2 separate regions of the Zea mays genome follow, and region 1 is linked to region 2. Evidence: chromatin contacts called from public Hi-C data. All regions are on one chromosome and are shown on one strand. The core of a region is the stretch at or near the end of the contact, and the rest is flanking DNA. Distances in the headings are between cores, read along the strand shown.

Region 1 (3,609 bases), core at 289-2,788, 180 kb after region 2:
TATTGCTCAGTTCAGCCTCGATCTTCGCACGGTATTCCTTGATAAGGTTCACATGCTCTTCGTTCTTACGGGACTCCTCCTTCTGTTCAATAGAAGAGACAATGCGCCATGAAGCACGGCGAGCCCCAATCACATTCTTGTATGCGACCGACAAGAGGTTACGCTCCTCAACAGTGAGCTCTTCCACATCTACAGTCTTAGCCACCTTCTCCATATACTCAACCATCTCTTCATACCTTTCGGCCTGCTCAGCCAGCTTGGCCATGTAGACATTCTCCTCCCTCGCCATATCGATAAAAGAACAAACTTACTGCAACAAAAGGGAACTGATAAGGCATTGCCTACAAACAGTACAAAAAAATGTCAACTAAAATTATTATATGGGAAAGGTACATGGCTGGCCACTAAACTCTGACTTAATCCATTAAGCTGCTCCATATTTTTTTATAGGAACAAGCTTATTGATATAATTTCCGAGAAATATTTCATACAAACCCAATTGAAACTGTAATACAGCAACACCAAGAAGCACCATCTAATCCAACAGTAGCTTAGTACCAGAGTACCCACGTCCAGGTTCAAAAATTGCAATAACAGAACCCACACAAAGCAGATAATATGATCTGTTCATTCCCTTATGATTCCCAAATCCATCTAATTAAGCAATTTGCTCATTCCCTTATGATCCCCAAATCCATCAAATTAAGCAATCAGACAGAAATAACTGATTCAAACTACAGCCTAACGGATCACTGGAAAGGACCAGCCAGATCTTGACAAATTTATATAATGCCATCATCATTCAAAACACCAGATCAACAGGTAAAAAATGGACCAAAATCCGACGCACCGAACTACATAAATCCAGAAATCACATCCAGCACCTAGCAGCAACAGAGAGAACTACCTTTAATATACTAGCCGTGAAGGCACTTGTACATACAAATCAAATATCCACCTCATGCAGACACTACTTCACTCAACAAATTCCACATTCAACCATCCGTGTCCCCGCTCCAAGCCCGTAACAGATACGGTTCCTAACCCCAAAAGGGGAACGTAAACCCAAAAGCTCATCAACAGCCGGTCCTCGCACCAAATTATTCCCAAATCAGGCGGATCTAGGCGTCACGTTCGCTCGAAGCCTCGGATCTGGCGGATCTAGCTCGAACAAAGGCACCGAGCACAAAGCGGATCTCGCCACATCGCAGAACACCAACCGAAAATAAATAAATAAGGCGTCGCAGCACTCCGCATCTCCCGTAGAACAAACACGCAACTAGATCAGGAAGGACAGCAATCTTGAAAGCACGCAACATTAATTTCTCAGAAAAAAATAGAAACATCGGGAACCCTAACCTCCTGGCGCGGGGTTGCGTCTCGGGCGCGGGGGAACTGCGGATGCTAGCGGTGGGCCTGGGGCATGGCGAAGCAGCGTGGGGAGCTTTTATAGCGGGATGCGAGCGGCAGGCTACGGTCAGCGAGCCAATGTCACGGCGCCACGGCGACTCCAAGAGCCCACACCGACACCCCTCGCGCAGGCCGTGGTGGCCTGCGGGTGCGGCACACTAGTGGGACCCATTTGTCGTAGTAGAGAGATGATCCGATGGCAACTGGGAATTTCCGTTGGATTTTGGCTTCCCATACGGCCATACTTGTCCTCCTGACAAAAAAAATTCTACACAAGGATCCTCACGAACTTTTGTGAAAGATATTTCTTTCCCATCACTATTTCTCGCGGAGGATAAATCCCCATCTGAATCCCCGTCCTTATTTAAATTATAATTATGACATATTTTTTTTGTTATTAATACAAAACATTCATATATACACATTGTCAGATGTTAGAAATCATTATATGTACATCAAAATAAACATAGTTATACAACAAGTTATCTTTTAATATTGTAATTATTTATTTTTATCATTATATATTAAATGAAAACATCATCATATATAAGTTTAATGGGTCCCCGCGGGTATCTCCGCCATATTATTATTCAGTGTAGTTCATGTCCATATTATTATTCAGTGTAGTTCATATCCATACGAATAAAAGATATATGTCCAAATTTCAGCAAGATACATGTCCATACAAATAAAAGCTACATGTCTATACACCTTGTCACATAGCAATAGAAAATACATAAAAATCAAATAGTGTTTGCATTATAGTCTTCCCACATAGCATTGACTAGTTCCTGCTTGAAGTTAATCATAATGGCATGTTACATTGTTTATCTATGCGAAGATGTGTTGATGATTAATGGTAGGCAATTCCTCACTCCCAGGAATGATAAATTCATCTCCTCCATCCTGTATCACCCAGTTGTGAATAATACAATATCCAACCACAATTTTAGAGAATTGTGTAGCATCATCAAGAATTTTAAATCTTCTCTTCAATGAACCAAAATGGATGCTCTACTGAAACTCTTAGAGATGAGTGCCTATGATTGAATAATTCCTTCTCGTTTTAAATAGGATTGTTGCCCCCACTCGTTATAAAACTGGCATGTGGTTCACTGATGGACGCATCTCCAGGTTCGAGCGTAAAAATCTTAAGTTTTGAGCATAAAACCACTCAGTTATAAGCGTAAATACCGAGCCAATGTGAGAGGTTGATATCTCTGGTGGGTTATATTCACGATCCTATTTTTATGGTAGTTTCGAAAAGTTTGGGAGTCGCATCCATGCGGTTTCTATTTTTATGTGGATCCAAAAATTATGGCAGGTCGTTGGAGATTCCATTGCATGCGCGAAAATTTTGGATGATATTTTCGTTTCAACTGCACGCATGCAAAAAAAAATAGGATGACATGGTTCATGCAGAGCATAAATTCATATACAAAGTCACATAAATACATACACCGTGTAGCATAATTGATAAAAAACTAATATCAGTTCAACTAACAACACCACGGGAATTAGGGACAATTTTATGGCAACATAAAATCGTATTCATCGTCGTAAAAAACACTGGAATGCATAAATAGTGTAAGCAGCAGGCATAAAACATAATCATCGATGGCATAAACATGGATCGGATAGTTCGTCGCCGGAGGACGATCCTGAGGCCGATAGATCAAAGGTCGTCGCCAAAGCCACCGGATTGGAAGAGTTGGTCGTCGAAGGACGCCAGAGCCACCCACGCCTTGCGTGGTCGCCATCGCCAGAGACGATCGCGCCTCGTGCGACCGCGGGAGCGACCCACGTCCCTTGTGGCCACCGTCGCCACTGCCGACGCCTACCGCGCCTCGCGCAACCGGCGTTGCCACCGGGCCTAGGGTGCGCCGCCGCCGCCCGCCCGCTTCGGGAGCGCCGTCACCGCTTGCCCGCCCACCTCGAGAGCGTCGTCGTCGCTCGTTCCTAGTGGAGCGCCGTCGTCGGTCACCCGCCTCAGGGCGGTACCGCCGCTGGCCCCCAGGAACGCTGCCACTTGCACGCCCGAGGGAACCGCCGCCGCCGCCCGCCCGCTTCGGGAGCGCCGTCACCGCTTGCCCGCCCACCTCGAGAGCGTCGTCGTCGCTCGTTCCTAGTGGAACGCCATCGTCGGTCACCCGCCTCAGGGCGGTACCGCTGCTGGCCCCCAGGATCGCTGCCACTCGC
Region 2 (3,379 bases), core at 36-2,535:
GTACGATGAGCTAGAAGGTGAATCGGGCGGAGACGGATCTGTGATAGGTTTATCACAGATTTGCAGTGGCGACTCCGTAATGGAGGCACCTGATGAATGAGAAGAGGGCAACGAGCGGAAGGAGTCATCAGCAGCTTCATCAGACTGCAAGTTGGTGCTGGTTTTCAGAGCGTATTCGCCTATGATCAGCTCTGCACTTATTGATGGAGTGGGAAGAACAGGTAAGGTCTTAGACTCTGTAGATTCCTTGAGGGATGGGTAGTCCTGGGACTGTACAGCAGAGGCCGGGCAAAGCAGATCTGCACTAGGATGCGAGCTAACCTTGACGGTGACACAAGTTGGCCTGTGAGCTCTCGATCCATGAGAGAACAGCTTGAAGGGCTTTTTGTGGAGCTTCCTCGATCGCCTGAGTGACGCTGCTGCTGCTGCTGCCGCCATTGCAACTCCGAGGAGAAGCAGACACGCTCCGGCAACAGCCAGGGCGACGACGGCAGCTGTGGGGAGCCTGGCGTGACCTCCACCTCCCAGCCTGCGCGCCACGCTCCTCACTGGGGCAATGTGGCTGGGGTTTCTTAGTCTATGGCTCTCGTGGGGAGGAGGAGGAGGAGGAGCGGGAGTCGGAGTCGGAGCAGCTCTTCCTTCCTGAACCTGAACCGGTGCTGGAGCCGGTGCCGGTGCCGGTGCCGGTGCCGGTGCCGGTGCCGGTGCAGGTGCTGGAGCTGCAGGTGCAGAACCCTTTCGATGTCTCCGGTGTGGGTGTCGCGACCCATGACGGTCCAGTCCTGCCAGCAGCATCCTGAACCTGGAGACGAACCCAGGACCGGCATCACGGGTCACTGCCACGGCACTGACCTCGTGGGTCACGAGGCGGAGGAGAGCCCCCTCCAGGACCTCGAAGCTGAGCAGGAGGAGCACGAGGAGGAAGACGCGCTTCACCGCCAGGCCCATTTTTCGCTGCTGATCGATCATTCATGAGTCGGGCAGCTAGAGAGAAAGAGAGAGAGAGAGGGAGAAGCTCTCCTCCTTTGTCTGTCGCACGAGGACGAGGAGCTCCATTTGCTGCCCATCCACCTGTGCAGGCTTTAACACCACTCCAAGGAACCTCACCTGCCAAGAGTACGTACGTACAACCACCTCGCCAGGCTATGTACAGTGCGGCAAATGGTTCTCTTCTCTTGCTAGCTGCTATAACCGTGTGTCATTGTTCATCATCGGTTCCAAATCCGTTATCGGCTATTTTGTGTCCTGGTAATAACTGATATATATGATGGTAATCTTGTGAAGCAATTTGGTGATGTATGGATATCCAGTCTGTTGTTGTGTATGGTTGGCAGCCCTGGACTGGACTGGTCTGGAGTGCATGCCTTGGAAGGCTGGGCACCAAGCATGTGCAGTGCAGGTTCACAAGACTCCGGCCTGGCTGCTGCAGGCATTTGACTCGTATTTGTGAGACCATGTGTCATTATCGCCTGGGTTCTGTGTCTGGTTTCGTCCTCGTGGTTGGTTAGTTGAGACTGAGTGGACTCTTTGATCGCAGTGCGCTAGTATGACAAAAGGAATAGATCAAGAACCGCCCAACTTGCGGCAAAGGGCTCACCGTAAGGGCCGGAGCCCTACACTTTGGGACACACTTGAGGGTGTTGGAATGCATCAGGGATAATAGTTATAAATGTCTAGCTAACTATTACATAATTTGCTAATAGTAGTTAATAACTGAAATGTTAGCTAGATTGTTTGGATGTCTAGACTAATTTTAGCAGCTAACTATTAGTTCGTGCATTCAAATACTCACTTAGATATCGGGTCTCTTCTGTATAAATATAATTTTACTTAGACTGTTTTCAGCAATATCCTCTAAATTTTGTCACCTAAAGGATTATTCTTTGTCCTTTACATAGCACTCTAAAAGATCCCGCCATCTATATCTTCTCAGTCTTCAACAATGTCTCCCTAAATTTGGTAATCTATAACTACAGTGTTAACAGATTTTTTTCTCCATTTCTTTATTGTTTTTTTTGTTTTATTTTGATTTCAACGTAATTAAAATATGTCACCAACGAAATAGTGTTTATTATTTTAAAAAAAAGTTTTCTGAATCTATACGTCACAAAATAAACATATTGAATTCGGGGGGAGGGGGATCAGATTTTGGTAACTGTAAAATGCAATCCGATTTATCTGTTCGTATCTGTATTTGCTGACGGTTAAACGAAATCGGGTTTCTAGCATAGCGAACTATTCTTTGGTAGATAAACTAGCTTCCTTTTGCAGATAAACTAGCTTGCACCATAAGACACCACACTTCTTGCACAAGCCATGGACTGGCTTCTTCAGGACGCCGCCACTTTGGCTTCACCCCGAAGCCAATTCGTTGTATAAGTAAGCACCCATGCTTCAAGACTTCACTCCCCACTCCAGTACTAAATCACCACAACATGAACCCGTACTTACAATCCAATGTTCTCCTCAAGGATGGCGCAAGAAATGGAAGAGGAAAAAGAAGAGTTGGAGGTTGCGACATACCTGCACCTTACGAGGCGTCGTGCACACAACGAGCGTTGTCATGGTGGTTCGATTCCCGGTCGAGTTCGGATCCATCGTGACCATATCAGTGGTGATGCCAAGATTCGAGCCGACTACTTCTGTGCATAACCCGTGTACACGGATGCTCAATTCTGAAGGAGGTATCTCATATTTTTCTTACCCATATTCTTTCTTAAGTTTAGCTCACATGATCAAACCTAACATTCACTCTCGTTTACCTGTAGGTTTCGCATGCGTCGCCATGTTTTTTAGTGCCTCGTTGATGTTGTGCAACAAGTCGATCTTTACTTCGTTCAGCGCCCAAATTGTGCTGGGGAGCTTGGTCTCTCTGCTCTGCAGAAGGTTGTTGTCGTTGTTCGCATCCTTTCTTACGGTATTCTTGTTGATGCCGTCGACGAGTACGTACGCATTGGTGAATCCACCGCTCATGAGGCCTTGAAACACTTTTGCACGGCCATCCAAACCGCATTTGGTGGTTACTATCTCAAGGCACCTACTGCTGCAGATATCGCACGCCTCCTCCAAGTTGGGGAGTCAAGGGGCTTCCCTGGTATGCTTGGTAGCGTCGATTGCATGCATTGGGAGTGGCGTAAATGCCCAACCACATGGAAGGGAATGTTTACTGGTCGAGGTAAATACCCTACCATGATCCTTGAAGCGGATGCTTTGCATGACCTCTGGATATGGCACGCGTACTTTGGCATGCCCGGTAGCTATAACAACATCAACATTCTTCAGCGTTCAAACCTTTTCGAAAGCCATTTCAGCGGTGATAGTGCTCTTGTGGCTTTCTCCGTGAATGGTCACACTTACAACATGGGATATTACCTAGCAT

Evidence for each region. Hi-C and Micro-C count contacts between places; a contact is called where the count stands out from the background.
Region 1: a contact with region 2 is called in a Hi-C map of leaf, with 4 times the contacts expected there. The contact joins the promoter of LOC103643291 here to the promoter of LOC100384238 in region 2.

The regions. Positions count from the first base shown.
Region 1 is chr1:219,786,379-219,789,987 of Zm-B73-REFERENCE-NAM-5.0, forward strand. LOC103643291 (14-3-3-like protein GF14-C) reads right to left here and starts at 1,539. Exons shown (of 6, transcript NM_001112207.2): 1 at 1,360-1,539; 2 at 1-310. The coding sequence starts at 289.
Region 2 is chr1:219,610,275-219,613,653 of Zm-B73-REFERENCE-NAM-5.0, forward strand. It overlaps LOC100384238, which reads right to left and starts at 1,286. Exons shown (of 4, transcript XM_008647831.4): 1 at 1-1,286. The coding sequence starts at 969.